Regions from separate parts of the Anser cygnoides genome. Here region 2 is linked to region 1. A link is a contact called in public Hi-C data. All regions are on one chromosome and are shown on one strand. The core of a region is the stretch at or near the end of the contact, and the rest is flanking DNA. Distances in the headings are between cores, read along the strand shown. Region 1 has its middle 110 kb from the start of BAMBI. Region 2 has its middle 6.3 kb from the start of RAB18.

Region 1 (2,892 bases), core at 118-2,617:
CCTTTTGTGTTACTCCACAAGCATACGGTTAAAAGAAGACAGATAGCAAGACTTTAATGCCCCAGAACAAAGGAAAGGAACTTGGAGGAACCAGGGAAGAGTTATACTTTAAGGAATGTATAGAACATACACTCAAAATAGACAGTTTGTCTGCTTCAGAGTATTTCAGACATTTTTCCATAGTACCATTTTTTTTTTTCTCTAACGTTTTAGCAGCTTGAAAAGCATGATCTGGAAATGTTTGGCTGTAATCCTCTTAGACAATTTTTTTGCAAGCAATCATTTTAATGCCCAGAAGAACTGACTTTGATTGTTCAGCATAAAATGAATGTTAGGTAACGTTTGGGGAACTTGTGGACTTTAATTTTGTTCGTCTTTTGTGTTCAGAAGCCCTTTGCCAGCCATCCTCAGCGCTGGATGGAGAAGGGCTTGCAGCAGGGGATACCTGCATCTAAAAAAGAAAAGAATGAAAAAGTGACCAGCAATGCAGTTAAAATAAAACAGGCTATAAAAACAGGTGCGAAACTCTTGGGAGACCTGGGTGGAAAATCCCAGGAGTGGCGGGTGTCCCACACAGCCTTTCCCAGGCCCCCTGGCAAAGGTTGGGGCACATTAGGTCATGTTTGCTGAAGGCACTTGTTTTCTGTCTTCTGATCCAGCCAGTGATGGGACACTGGGAGGACAAAACGTGTCCTAAGTGACCACCGCTGGAGCCAGCCCCATTCACGGATTAGGGCTGCCATGGAAACTCGGTTTGCAGAACTCCCCGCAGCAAACAAGGAATGAATGGCCAGGTCAGCACCTGAGATTAGAGGGGAGGGAAGGAAGAGTTGAGCAACTGTTTGCTGAACTTGTTTAGGAGCTTTCCTGGAATATTCCAATTTTCCAAATATTGGAATGAAGAGTTTTTAGTTAAAGCCAGGACGAGGATTCCCCGTGTTTGAGAAAAGGGTTGTGTCCTTTGGACGCGTTCAGTGAAGGACAGCAGCAGAGCTAAGTATTGATTTAATTTCAAAATAACCTTAAAAGACCTAAAAGAGGTTTAATGATCAGCTGTATGCTGAAAATGAATCCCAGAAGGCTTATCATTTAAAGTAATGATTTACATGATATGTTATCAGCCATTAGGCTAGGAGTTCTCCTGGTGAGTCTGATTTTGAGCATTGTGAGACAAAATTCACATCCAGATTTTGACTGTAGGGATCTATTGGCTAGCTAATCCTAGATGTGCTAAAAGCATGACTGACTGTTTCACCACCTGGAAAACAGAACTTGCAATGCCAAAGAATGAACCTTCAGTAAAGTGTATCTTAACAAACATCTCTGCTCATTTTTTTAAAATTATTTATTTATTTATTTATTTTTTTCCCGCAGGTATCTAAAATGATGTATTTTTTAACTCTAGGCCCCATGTCTGGAGGATAGCCTGTGATTTGGGAGACCTAGATCTGCATCCCACTCTCTAATAGTCTTCTTTATGACCCAGAGAAGTTCCTCTGGAGAGATGTAGGTGTGCTCCCCATAGCCTGGCGGGTGTCTGCCCTGAGGTCTACCTGTGTTTTGTGAAACACTCAGCTAGGAGCCAGCTCTGCTCTGAAATCCAGTGCAAGTGCACTGCACCAGCCCTTAGCCACAACAGAGGTACTCAACAGAGTAACCCATGGTCCATACAGCGAAACTTCTTCCCAGACCTGAGCTAATGGCTCTGCTCGTGCAAGGCTGGGTTAGGTGCCTCCATGCTGCTGCACAGACATGCACACCTCCAATGGAAAAGGAGTGCCTCGAAGCCAGAAGTGTCATTTGTCACCTTGAACTTCAGACCTGGAGGGAACAGGGATGTCTAATGTGGCTTTGTTGATTTCTTGCTTGAACTGTTGCTCTTAGGTGCAGCTGTGAATGGCAGACTTGGTCTGGTTGGAAGAAAAATCTAGTATGTGGAAGTCTGGGAGATACCTGCAGTGCTCTAATAGGCATATTTTCCTAGTCTGAGGCTGATGCCCTGCATGTTATTACTTGACTACATGTTTTTCAGCTAGTTGGGTACCCATTTTGGGGGAACTTTCATTTAAAACTTATGTCCATAGCAAGGGAAATGTCAGAAAACACATTATTAAACTCAAAATTGAACCCATGGATTCTTCCCAGACAGTAAAACATTTTCTCTCTCAGTGGAAGAGACTGTGGTTTGACATTCTTTGTTCTTCATAAATCCAAGTTAACCAGTTCTTTTTATCAGAGAGTTATTCCCCTTTGCTATGATGCAGTAGCTTAATATTTTGTTGAAGTATCTTGCCAAGGTTGGCAATTTGGTCGTTCCCCAGATTTTCCATTTCTGCATAAGATAGCTTGTCAACCTTTCTCTAGTGCCCAGGGGCCTTATAAACCCACATGATTTTCTAATGGCTCAGCAGTTGTCCTAGTTAAGCTGAAAACTGAATTTCCTCATTCCTTCCTTGTGTTGATTGTATGCAGAGAAGTTTGAGGGTTTAAGACTGCTGAATATAAAAACAGAGGTAGGGAAGAAGTGCTGGAAATTGAGCTAAGTCAATGGCAAAACTTTCACAGTTTTTATTGGAAGAGAGATCTAGATCTATGGACATAAATCTGTAGAGGGAAAGACTGGGTTATGTAAAACTAGAAACTAGCAGTAAACATAAGAAGTCAACCAACTCATAGAATACACTCTAAATGATCTGTTTGTAGCAGAATATTGCAGAAACATGAATGAAAAGAAGGGAAAATTCTAAACCGAGTCCCCTGGTGTTACTGTTGGGGTTGTGGGTGCAAATGCAGGTTTGCAAGTTCTGGTTGGGTGCGTGCGTCTCTGCAGAGCTGCCACAGGATCCCGCAGTGCACAAGCACATGTGAACTTCAGCCACCCTCGTTGCTCTG
Region 2 (2,892 bases), core at 178-2,677, 660 kb before region 1:
CGACTTAGTGGAGTGACTTTGGTGATGGGCCATGAAGATGGATAGGGGACTGCAGCATCTTTCATATGAGGTGAGCCCAGGAGAGCTAGGACTGTTCAGCTTGGAGAAGAGAGGCTCAGGGGGAGCTTATCAACGTCTGTAAATGCCACATGGAAGGGAATGAAGAAGATAAAATCAGATTCTTCTCATTGGTGCACATTGACAGGACAGGAGAAAACAGGAACAAATTAAAACACATGAAATTCAATTTGAACACAAGAAAACACTTTTTTTTTTTTTTTTTTTTTTTACTGTGAATGTGGTCAAACGCTGGAACAGGTTGCCTAGAGTGGTTGTGGAATCTCCACCTGCGGAGATATTCTAAACCTGACTGGATGTGGTCCTGAGCAACCTGCTGTAGCTGATCCTGCTCAAATGTGGTGTTGGACCAGTCAATCTCCAAAGGTCTACTTCAACTTCAGTAATTCTGTAATACTACAGAAACGTGGAGCTTCACTGAAATGAGGAAAATACAAATGAATACAAACTACAGCAAGCATATATAAAAGCAGAATCATACAAAACTTTAAAAAATGTAAGGAACAACTAACAAAACACACAAAACCTGATAATAAATTCCTTATCAAACATGTCAGAAGAAATCTACCAAGTCTACCAAATAAAATTGTGATCAGTCAAGTTATAAAAAGGACCTCAGGGAAGAGGTAGTATTACATTCAGACTAAACAAACAAACAAACAGAGGTTTTTTTTTTCTGTGATTTTGTTTTAAAATACTAAAAGTACATCCATAGTGAAGAGCTCTGCTGTGGTTGTTACCACTCCAGAATGAAAATGGAAGTAAGTAGAAAAAATTATAATACATAATTCTATGAAAATATCAGTACAGGCCTAAGTGGTGGCCAATAAAACAACAGACCACTAGAAAATACTAGAAAATACCCACAGAGTAAAACAGAAAATATGCCATTCCTTGGGGACACTCCTATTTTGTGTACTTTGCATAGTTCTAGTCTTCTCATCTGAAAAAGGATCCAGGAGGACAGTCACTGTACAGCAAGTGAAAACAGGATAGTTAAAATTATAATGACATCCATGAGGAATGAGATTAAATGAATGATTAAATAATGAATGATTAAATGAATGATTAAATAGTTCGGGATTCCTCTGGCTGAAAAAAAAACAAAACCATGAGAGGACATGATGGCAATCTACAGGATCAGGTGTGGCATAGAGTAAATTAATAGACAGTTGCTCACTGTCTCTTCTAATATGAGAAGGGAAATCAAATGAAAGTAGCAGGTAGTACACATAAAACTAAAAGAAGGATGTATACGTAGCTAAGCTGTGCAACTCTTTGCTGCAGGAGGCTCTAGATGGTGTATGTTATTATGGGTTCAAAATACCTGGAGGAGAAATTATCTTTGATGAAGAAAAATGCAGCTACTGTAGAAGAGAATTGCAGCTACTGTGTATGATGACACCATCACCACGGGCTCCAAAAGCCCTGGGTCACAAACTGCTGAAGGCTGCAGTAACATCCTGGGGAAGTACCATTACTTGCTCTTGCATACGCCACTACTGCCTGTCACCGGAGACAGACAGACTTTGATCGGCCCTGACAAAACTGTTTGCCATGGTAGGCCTTGGTCTGACCCGATTTGAATTCCAATTTCTGCATGCATTTCTTCTAGTGATTGTTAGAGATTTAATAAAGATTGCTGTTTGGCTTACTTGGCAGTCACTGCCTTGATATTGTGTCTCTGTCCTTTGCCCACCAGATCCTCTGGTTTGTCACGATTGCTTCATGCAGTGTTGCGCAAAAGGTGAGATACTGACGAGTGGGGTTACTTAATCCAGCTGGTGCCATTCTAACAGCTAATCCTGCAGGCACATGCAACCACAGGCTAGATGAGGTATGTTAAACGTTCAGAAGGGATTATCGATAAGATGATCCCAAAGCAGAGATGGGGTTATCCCTTCCCTTCCCCCCTTAATGTTATCCATTACTAAAAGCAATTGGAGAAGGCTAGATGAATACATTATTTCTTAAATGGAAAGTAACTCCATTCCCGATTTTCCTCCCTTAAAATGATCATTTAAAGTCGTGTGGTGCTTAGCTGCTGGCCAGGTTAAACCACAAAAAAGTACATCCTCTTGAAAAACAAGAACATTCATTTCAGAACAACTATTTTCTGAAAAGGAATGCCAGTTGCCTTCGTTGTGGGAAATACAGATTTTTACAGAAAGGTACTTACTGCACACAGATGCGTGCCTACTTTGCCTCCTCTAGTAAGTTTATGGTATTCATAAAAAGCATCTCTAGCTCTCCCGCCAACATATGAAGTCCAAAGCAAATCCTAAAGTGACTTTTGAAAAATTCATGAAGCAATGTGGAAATAGTAAGCTTTGGAAAAGTACTACTACTTTTTATTTCATTAAGACCCAGAGGAAATACTTCATGTGAACCTGGTCTGCCAAATATTCTCTTTTTGTGTGTCTCTTCTGATCTTTGTGGTAAATACATTATACATTGTGCTGCTCTGGATACAAATACATTTGCCATGAACAAAGAACAATTCAGAACACAAACTGCTCAATATGTTCATGAAGTGCACATGAAGTTCAGCTGCAGGAAAACTCTAATATCCAAACTTTGTTGTTCTTTCTGTGTTCTTTGTAAAACATTGTCTCACTCTTTTCATTGTTGATGTACAGTAGATGGTAGATGTACTTCAAATATGAAAGCTGTTTTCTTCTTATTTAAAATGTAGTTAATGTTTTATAAGGAATCTGACAATCATAATCAGGAATCCACTTCCATATCATTATTATTTATGTTTTTCAACAATTGCTTTAGAGATATCTTAAACAGAATATTTAGGTCATCCAG

The links. A called contact is a pair of places that touch in the nucleus more often than the background predicts.
Region 2: a contact with region 1 is called in a Hi-C map of liver, with 2.4 times the contacts expected there. The contact joins two enhancer-like sites. A contact is called at or near these places in 2 of 7 Hi-C or Micro-C datasets (both in liver).

Annotation. Positions count from the first base shown.
Region 1 is chr2:17,032,241-17,035,132 of Taihu_goose_T2T_genome, reverse strand. No RefSeq gene overlaps it. Among named protein-coding and RNA genes, the nearest start is that of BAMBI, 110 kb to the left of the region's middle. Within about 2 kb of position 1,367, at least 2 of the 3 cell types and tissues checked have open chromatin away from gene starts, as enhancers often do. A contact at or near this core is called in liver, where this site is marked.
Region 2 is chr2:17,691,701-17,694,592 of Taihu_goose_T2T_genome, reverse strand. No RefSeq gene overlaps it. Among named protein-coding and RNA genes, the nearest start is that of RAB18, 6.3 kb to the right of the region's middle. Within about 2 kb of position 1,427, at least 2 of the 3 cell types and tissues checked have open chromatin away from gene starts, as enhancers often do. A contact at or near this core is called in liver, where this site is marked.